Linked DNA regions of Hordeum vulgare: region 1 is linked to region 2. The links are chromatin contacts, called in public Hi-C maps. All regions are on one chromosome and are shown on one strand. Each heading gives the region's core, a stretch centred on a gene start, on an enhancer-like site or on the middle of the called end of the contact. The rest is flanking DNA. Distances are from core to core; before and after follow the strand shown.

What was found. Hi-C and Micro-C count contacts between places; a contact is called where the count stands out from the background.
Region 1: a Hi-C map of seedling shows a contact between it and region 2, with 1.8 times the contacts expected there. The contact joins the promoter of LOC123412983 here to the enhancer-like site in region 2. A contact is called at or near these places in 2 of 6 Hi-C or Micro-C datasets (leaf and seedling).

The regions. Positions count from the first base shown.
Region 1 is chr7H:195,152,413-195,157,088 of MorexV3_pseudomolecules_assembly, reverse strand. It overlaps LOC123412983, which reads left to right and starts at 3,337. Exons shown (of 4, transcript XM_045105931.1): 1 at 3,337-3,708; 2 at 3,851-3,921; 3 at 4,495-4,557. The coding sequence starts at 3,559. LOC123409964 reads left to right here. Exons shown (of 3, transcript XM_045102834.1): 3 at 1-619. The coding sequence ends at 269.
Region 2 is chr7H:194,877,057-194,881,901 of MorexV3_pseudomolecules_assembly, reverse strand. No RefSeq gene overlaps it. Among protein-coding and RNA genes, the nearest start is that of LOC123406999, 250 kb to the right of the region's middle. Within about 2 kb of position 1,566, at least 3 of the 3 cell types and tissues checked have open chromatin away from gene starts, as enhancers often do. A contact at or near this core is called in leaf and seedling, where this site is marked.

The DNA of each region.
Region 1 (4,676 bases), core at 2,088-4,587, 270 kb before region 2:
TCAAAATCATTGATTCCTGGAACAGCAGCAAGGACGATGGCTCTGGCAAGAAACCTCAAGAGATTGACGGGGTCGTGGACTGTTCCAGGAGCAGTCTGGGTTATCTTGACACTCTGAGGGCTGCAAGGCAGCAGCTGCAGCAGCCACAGAAGCAGTATTCCTTTGTTTCATCAGAATCAGACTCGGAAGAGGATAAAAGCAAGGATAAGCTTGTGGACAGCGTCTTGGGCAGCCTGCAAAAAGCGCGGGGCGCAAAGGCGTCTAATTGATGAGCTGGTAATCGCAGCAACGTCTGTTTTCCTTTTCTCTTTTGAGCGGCAAATTGCAGCAGCGATCCTGTTACCATAGAGCTGGCGTGTTCCTCCTTCGTATTATGTTCATCGTCAGCTCCTCGAAACAGCAGGACATGTTGGGCGGCGTCCATATACATTTCATCTCCTTAGTTTAGATTTTAGAAGGGTATTTATATTTATTTTTGTAAGGCTAACCAACGAGCTTCATTTAGCATGGCCTTTTTATTCGGCTGAGGGTTGTTCACTAGTATCGAATAAACTGGAGCACTGCGATTCGTTGGTAAGGCCTCCTTGGTACTACGTATACTGATAAGGCTGAGTTTCTACATCAGGACTGTTAGGCTACACCGTCTTTACCGCATGCACTCTGTATAGCTAGAATGCGGTATGAGAGTGCATAGCTAGCATGCGGTATGAGCCGATCGTGGCTTAGGCTGTTCGAGTAGTGGCTGTTCGAGTGGTGGCTGATCGTGGGTTAGTGGAGGTAGTAGTGGTGCATGCATGATCAGCTCCTGGTCTGTCAACTGTATATAACACCCAGCCCAGAGCTTAATCAGCTCCTGGTCTGTCAACTGTATATAACACCCAGCCCAGAGCTTAATCAAAGTGCGTTGAAACCAATCCTCTCTCTCGCACACCCCCACGAACTCCTGCTTGACGTCGCTCCAGATTGCTCGCTTCTCCGCGTCTTTGGGTGCTTGTGCTACCCCAACATCTCCTCCACGGCCAAACACAAGCTCGAGCCACGGTCTCTCGCCTGCGTTTTCCTTGGCTATCCCTCCGATCACCGCGGGTACCGTTGCTTTGATCCCACCACACGACGCGTTTTTTCCCTTCGCCACACTCCCTGCACCTCGCCCCACCACACCACCATCACCTCCCTTCGCGCCACCCATTTTGCAGGTACCCGTGATCGCGTCGAGTCCCTCCGCGTCCACCACTACCTCGCCCTCAGCTGATAACCTCCGGCGCGCGCGGGCTGCGCGTTCATCCTCCTCGAGCACGTCGGGCACACCCCCAAGCACGGCTGACGAGGCTGCGAGCTCCTCTGTCGCGAGTTCCAGCAGCTCCGCGGGGGCGTTCGCGCCACCGTCTCCAGCGGCTCATGGTCACACACTCGCAAACGGGCATCTTCCGCTCGAATCGGCGTTACCACGGCAGCCTCGTCGCCACCACCGGCACTGCGGAGGTCTCGCCAGTAACCTCCTCGGTGCGTGTCGCCCTTCGCGACCCTCTCGCCGTGATGCGCGACGAGTTCGACGCCCTCGTCCGCAACCGTACCTGGGAGCTGGTGCCTCGACCCCCCGGCGCCAACCTCATCACCGGCAAATGGGTGTTCAAACACAAGTACAAGGCCGACGGCTCCCTCGAGCGTCACAAGGCGCGATGGGTCGTGCGCGGTTTCCGACAGCGCGCCGGCGTCAACTACGGCGAGACCTTCTCGCCTGTTGTCAAGCCACCACTGTCCGCGTCGTGCTGACTCTGACCGCATCGCGCAACTGCCCGTTCACCAACTGGACGTGTCGAACGCGTTCCTGCACGACACGTTAGACGAAGAGGTATACTGCCTTCAGCCCGCCAGCTTCGTCGCCGCCGCCAAACCTCATCACGTCTGCCGCCTCTTCAAGTCCCTCTACGGTTTGAAGCAGGCTCTGTGTGCATGATTCCTGCGCTTCACCGGCTTCCTCCAGTCCATCGGCTTCACCGTGACACGCTCCGACTCGTCGCTGTTCACGCGACGCCACGACCACGACATCGCCTTCCTGCTTCTCTACGTCGACGATATCGTGCTCATTGCGTCCTCGCCTGCCGCCCTCCGCCACGTCGTCACTCAGCTCACTGCGGAGTTCGCCATGAAGGACCTCGGCCCCTTGCACTTCTTCCTTGGCATCCGCGTCACGCGCACACTGGCTGGCTTCTTTCTCTGCCAGCAACAGTATGCCGCCGACATCCTGGATTGCGCCAGCATGGACACCTGCCGCTCGTCTCCCACGCCGATCGACACCAAGGGCAAACTGCCGATCGCCGATGGGTCGCACGTCGACGATCCCTTTGCCTACCGCAGCATTGCCGGTGCGCTTCAGTACCTGATGATCGCGCGGCCGGAGATTGCCTACGTTGTCCAGCAAATCTGCCTCCACATGCACGATCCCCGTGAGTGTCACCCCGGGTTGATCAAGCGTGTGCTCCGGTACGTGCGTGGCACGCCTGCTCTCGGTCTTCACCTTCGCGCCTCGCACACCCTTGACCTGCGGGCGTTCACTGATGCCGACTGGGCGGGCTGCCCCGACACTCGCCGATCTACCTCCGGTTTCTGCGTCTACCTCGGTGACGCGCTCATCTCCTGGTCGTCCAAGCGCCAAGCCGTCGTCTCCCGCTCCAGCGCTGAGGCCGAGTACTGCGACGTCGTCAATGCCGTTGCTGAGTGCGTCTGGCTCCGACAGCTCCTCGGCGAGCTGATCTCCCCCGTCGCCAAGGCTACGCTGGTTTACTGCAATAACGTCTCCGCAGCCTACTTGTCGGCCAACCCGGTTCACTACCGCCGCACCAAGCACGTCGAGCTGGACATTCTCTTCGTGCGTGAACGGGTTGCTCTCGGCGAGTTCCGCGTTCTTCACATCCCCACTCGTCAGCAGCTCGCCGACATCATTGACGAAAGGGCTCCCCTCGGGGTGTTCTCTAACTTCCGTTACAGTCTCTGCGTTGCTTCCGCCGACGTCACGACTGCAGGGGGTTGTGGTAAGCTACACCGTCTATATCGCATGCATCTGTGTAGCTAGCATGCGGTATGAGCCGATCGTGGCTTAGGCTGTTCGAGTAGTGGCTATTCGAGTGGTGGTGATCGTGGGTTAGTGGAGGTAGTAGTGGCGCTGTATATAACACCCAGCCCAGAGCTTAATCAAAGTGCGTTGAAACCAATCCCCCCCTCTCTCTCGCTAAACAAGGACGAGACAAATAAGTACTCCCTCCGTTCGAACATTTTGTAAAAAAGAAGAAGAAAAAAAAACCTTTCTCTTATCCCAACACAACCGGTAGTCCCCGTCCCTTCCTTGACCACACTCGTTGGTGCCACAGCTCTCCTGCAGTCCCTCTTCCCTTCTGTTGCGTTGCAGGTGTCCCGCACAGTCCCTCTTTTATTCCCTCATGAAGGTCAAGGAATCCGTCTTCTGCCTTGCTGTAGCTCTCACGCAAAGCTCAAGGATCAGCTTTTCTACTCCATGACGAGTCGCTCGCCGTCGCTTTCCTTGTGTCCCCCGTCGTTGCCATGGCGAGCTCGTCCATGCCGCCTCGGCTTGCGGACAATCCTCCTTCCTTCTCCATGGCGTGCTCCTCCCTATTGTCCCCATACTTGCATACCATAGAGCAGGCCATGATGGCGGCCAGATCCGCGCTTGCTTGTCAAGGTTCGACCGTGGTGAGTGCCGGCCCCGCGCTAGCGCCGCAGGATTCAAGTTTTCCCTGTTTGATTCAAGTTTTCCCTGCTCGTCAAGGTTCCCCTGCTTGATTTAGGTTCAGAAAATTTTGTGTACTGAACATCTTGGACTACATCTTTGCAGAATCATCAGTCGCCATGGAGCTCCGATCCCACAGTTGCCGCACCTCGACAAAATCCCTGGAGGATGAGCGCGTGAGGATCCCATAGCTGTCGCAACTCTGTTCAGAATTCTTGATTTTTCCCCTGTGATTAGAGTGAGTAGATGCTTCTGTGTTGATGCAATACCTGGATTGATTTGACTTTCACTTATGCAAATACCTCTAAATATCATGCAAATACAATTTGCCTTTCAATGAATTAAGAAACAGGTGCTTACAGTAATGTAGGAGTATCTTAGTTGTGTCATCACACAAGAAGTTGTAGTGCTTACAACTAAGGTGATAAAGATTAAGCAAAGCAAATGATGTTGGTGGTTAACTTTGTAGAATGCCTAGTTTGCACTCTGGTTTCTAACAGGAGTATCACCCACTCTTATTAAGAAAAGAACTTCTCTTGGGACCTACAAGTTGTCATTTCTTCTCTGAACTTCTGACTACAAGACAACATGGTTCTCTAAAAAACAGACTTCAGAGCTTACTAGTTTAGCACAAGAATGATTCAAACTACTAAAAAAGCATTTAGTACAGTAAGTGACTGCTAATTTGTAAACAACATAATCCAAATTCTATCCCTGAATTTGCAGAATTCCATTGTCTTGTAATGCAGGTTGATCACCTTAAGCGGTGGACATGGTTTAGGAGAGCAAGGTCCTCATGGAGAGCTGGGGAGGTAGATATCGTCATTTCTTTCTTCTTACTCCATGAGCTCAACAGTCAGTCAGTAGCATGAGACAGTCTTTTGACAATTAGATGTGTGTGCGTGGTTTGTAGAAACCAAGAGATTGTGCA
Region 2 (4,845 bases), core at 317-2,816:
GTTACTGGGCATTGACTCTTACTCAACTTCACACCTTGTAGCACAAGCAAGAACTCCTTCTTGGACTGCTCCATTATGAACTACTACAAAACTTTGTCAAGGTATGAGCTCTGTGAAAGTCCTATTAAGCGTCTTGATCTATCTCCATAGATCTTGATGCCTAATATGTAAGCACCTTCTCCTAGGTCCTTCATAGAAAAACTCTTATTCAAATAATCCTTTACGCTTCCCAAAATGGCTATATGATTTCCAATCAGCAATATGTCATCCAAATATAATATTAGAAATGCTATAGAGCCCCCACTCACTTTCTTGTAAATACAAGCTTCTCCACAAACTTATATAAACCCAAACGCCATGATCACCTCATCTAAGCGTTGATTACAACTTCGAGATGCTTGCACGAGTCCATAAATGGATCGCTGGAGTTTGCATACTTTCTTAGCATTCTCTGGATCGACAAAACCTTCTAAGGAGCGCTGCTTTGACATCAATTTTCCAAATTTCATAATCAAAAAATGCAGCTATTGCTAACATGATTCTGATGGATTTAAGCATCGCTACGGGTGAGAAAGTCTCATCGTAGTCAACTACTTGAACTTGTGAAAAACCCCTTGCCACAAGTCGAGTTTTATAGACGGTGATATTATCGTCTGCGTGTGTCTTCTTCTTAAAGATTCATTTATTCTGAATGGCCTTTCGCCCTTCAGGTAATACTTCCAAAGTCCACACTTTGTTTTCATACATGGATCCTATGTCAGATTTCATGGATCTAAACATTTGTTGGAATCGGGGCCCACCATCACGTCTCCATAGCTCGTAGGTTCATTGTTTCTAACAACATGACTGACAAGACAGGGTTTCCGTACCACTCAGGAGTATTACGTGCCCTTGTCGACCTACGAGGTTCGATAACAACTTGATCTGAAGCTACATGATCATAATCATCAGCCTCCTCTTCAACAGATGTAGGCTCCATAGAAACATCTTTTTGCGTTGCGTCATTCTCTGGTTGAAGTATAGATTCTATAACTATAACATCCCAAATTTCAATTTGGAATATTTTACAATTATAGCTAAGCATCTATGCATTTTGATTGAAATGAATGTGGCAACTGAATTTTCATCTGGTATTTGATTTCATTTCTTTTGGCACGTGAATTTCATTCACAAATCCCTCACAAAATACCTTGTACAACAAGTATGAGAGGAGGTAACATGACACCCCAAAAGTGAGAAGAAAAATAGTGCCAATTTATTTGAAAGTCAAATTTGATTTTATTTGGAATTTTAAAGAAAAAGTTTTATAAAGTTTTTATTTTGTGTTTAATAAATGTCCATGCTATAGGATTTATTTTTCCGATCGTTTTGATATACAATACCCTAAATATTATTTTGTGTATAGTATGTTATTTTCGTTTTATTTCTCAAAAAAAAACTGGGCTGACCCAGCCAGCCATGGGCCAGTGCCCCAGCCGACCCCACACGCACGGTGTGAGTTGCCCTAGCAAGGCAAGGAGCAAGGTGAGCCACGAGCGCTCCTCCCAGCCGCCGTTGGCTGTTTGTTTTCCAAAAAAAAGGGCAACGAACCCCATGTCATGTGTCTCTCCTCCCGATTTCCTCTCCCTCTCGTACTCTCTCTCTCTGCGTGGGACCCGCCTAGTCTTCTTCCTGTCCACGAAAACAAAACAAAGTCCAACTCCACGCACGTACGTGTACAGACGCCGACTTTGGTTTAAACTTCATGAAAATCCTATCTCTAGTCAACCCCTGCTCAAGCATCATGTCCTATAAATACCCGTGACTCTCCTCGACTAATTCTCGTAAAACCCCCACGCCAAAACCCCATATACACGAAGCTTTCGGCGTTTGGATCTTGCCACAGAAGCTGCGGTTCATCGTCGGATTCCAACGCCCGTGAGCCATTCCGAGCCTCCATCCTTTGCAGTTAGACTTATTGCGATCCTTAGCTTCTTTTTGACATGGTCTAATCTCGTATCTCCATCTACAACGACCGCCTCGAGCTCGTAACGTCGCCGTAGTTCACGGAGTTCACCTCGATACCCCGTTCGCTTCGGTCACCACCAACCTTCACATTCAGCAAAAATCGTTTGCCCTCGACGTTCCGCATCTGTTGGACAACTTCCCCGACGCCGTTGATCACGGATCACGGAGTATGTTTTTTTTTTCCGTTTTATTCCTAAAAAAACTGCTGGCCAGGCGAGCGCACCGGACGGCCAAGCTAACCATGGGCCAGCGCCCCAGCCCACCCCACACGCATGGTGGGAGTTGCCCTAGCGAGGCAATGAGCGAGGCGAGCCACGAGTGCTCCTCCCAGCCGCTGCCGGCTGTTTGTTTTTCAAACAAAGGGCAACGAACCCCACGTTATGTTTCTCTCCTCCCAATTTCCTCTCTTTCTCGTACTCTCTCTCCCTGGCGCGTGGGACCCGCTCGGTCTTCTTCCTGTCCACGAAAACAAAACAGAGTCCAACTGCACGCACGTACGCGTAAAGACGCCGACTTCGGTTTAAACTTTGTGAAAATCCTATCTCAAGTCAACCCCTGCTCCAAGCATCATGTCCTATAAAAACCCTTGTACGCGAAGCTTTCGTCATTTGGATCTCACCGCAGAAGCTGCGGTTCATCGCCATATTCCGACGCCCGTGAGCCATCTCGAGCCTCCATCTTGTGTAGTTAGACTTTTTTCAATCCCTAGCTTCTTTTTGACAAGGTTTAATCTCATCTCTTCGTCTATAGCGACCACCTCGAGCTCGTAACGACGTCTTAGTTCACGGAGTTCACCTCGACGCCCCGCTCGCTTCGTTCACCATCAACCTTCACCTTCAGCAAAAAATCGGTCGCCCTCGATGTTCCACATGTGTTGGACAACTTCCCCGACGCTGTTGATTGCGGGAGCCGCCTCACCATCGTCATCTTCTTCTGTGCCTCCTCATATTTGTTGTGTGTAAGTTATTTTCATATTAGTTAAGTAGAGATTGTTTACCTTTTAGCCTTGTAGCGAACACTTGCAGCAAACCAATGATAGCCACGTGTCGCATATCCGCAATTTAATGTTTTCAGAAAAATCTCGTTTTTAAATTAGATCTCAGTTTTGTTTTGTATCTTTAGTTTTATAACTCCGTTTTCTTGTTGCTACAGATTCAAAAAAATCCCCTCTATCACGTGGAACCATCAAAAAAAATATATTTTTGAACTTTTAATTTTCGAGTTCAAACAGATTTGTAGTAAACACTAATTTAGGTATAACTTTTATTTAGAATTTTGTTTTTGATTGTTTCTTTTTGCTAATGATTTCGACATGTTATGTTTATCGAGAGGTCTAATGAAAATATATTTTGTATTTATAAATTTTCGATCTGGACAGATTCAAGATTTATTTTAAATAGGTCATAACTTTTGTTTTATAGAACCTTTTTATTTGATTCTTTTTGTGTAGAAAAGTTTAGGTGAAATACTTTCTGTTAATTTCATTAGTCTTATTTTTTTCTGTTAAGATGTTATTAGCTACAGAAAACTATTTATAGTTTGCTTTGTTTTTACTAAAAGCTTTGCCATGGACTTTTGGATGAATTCTTTATTTGGTTTTTCTCTCTTGTCTACGTTAGTGTTATTGGTTGTTTTAATATTATTAGTTTTTACTTGTTGTTATGTTTATGTTGTGCTTATTGCGTGAACTGTTTGTCTCTTAGATCATCCGGAGTGCGAGGCTTGCTATATAGAGTCACTCGAGTTTGAAGACCGTCAGCAAGGCAAGTTCACATTGATCATGTATTAGCTATGATTTTATTGCATTAGTTCAACTTTTTCCACCATTGCATGTAAAGTAGGTAAATTGGAAACTTGGTTCTTGAGTAGTATCATGTGGTAGGCACCCCATAAACCCTTGTCACTTTGGTCCGGGAGACGATGTTTTCTTTGCTATGCTTTAGTAGACGGGGTAGGTTGAGTGTTTATCATGAGAGTTGTGAGACTTAATGAATGACCAAGACCTCAACACTTCAAGATTTTCAAGACCTCATGATTGCAATATACCTCTGGGTGGAAATTGGTTGAACGACACCCTGGAGTACCCAGTGATAGCCTAGGTGTTGCTGAAGAAGTGCGAGTGTTCACGCGGAAAGTTCCACCCAGGTACGAAGAGATGGATGGATACTTCAAGACCCGAGGCTTACCTGCATAGCCACAAGCCATTATGGGCTCTGGCTTGGTTGGACATCGTGGCGACTCTGGATGGGTTGTGCTACGAGATGTAGAAGAACGGTAGGAATGGATGGGCACCGACAATCGCTCAGAGGAACCCGTTGGAAGACCATGTTTTGATCATCCGGTTCTCAAACACCTTGCTGTGCGAGGACTTCAATGGAGGCGATCAAATCTTGTGGGAAACGTGTGCAAAACTCTGTAGAGTACCAAACCTAATCGATTAGTCATGTCCACGATTACGGACAACTTGAGCCAAAGGAACCGAAACTATGAGGAATTCTTGACACAAATAAATTTAATGATGTGGGAATTATTATTTGGGTATGAGAAATGTTTGGTGGAACCTTCTCATTAAACAACCAATATGTAGTAATTATTTTCGCTTTTGCCCCCTCTCCTGTTGTAGGAAAAATTTGCTTTCCGCTAAAATTTACAGCCCCACCTGCCATATATGCATATAGTGTAGATGATATTTTCACCCCTCTTTTTTGTGACTTGCCGTCATATTCAACATGATGACCTACACGGCGGCAACGTGTCATGTTGCAGAGTACTTTTCCGACCAGGAGTAAGGACACGATCTACGCTCGGTGATATGCCCTTTGAGTCAGATGGACTCAA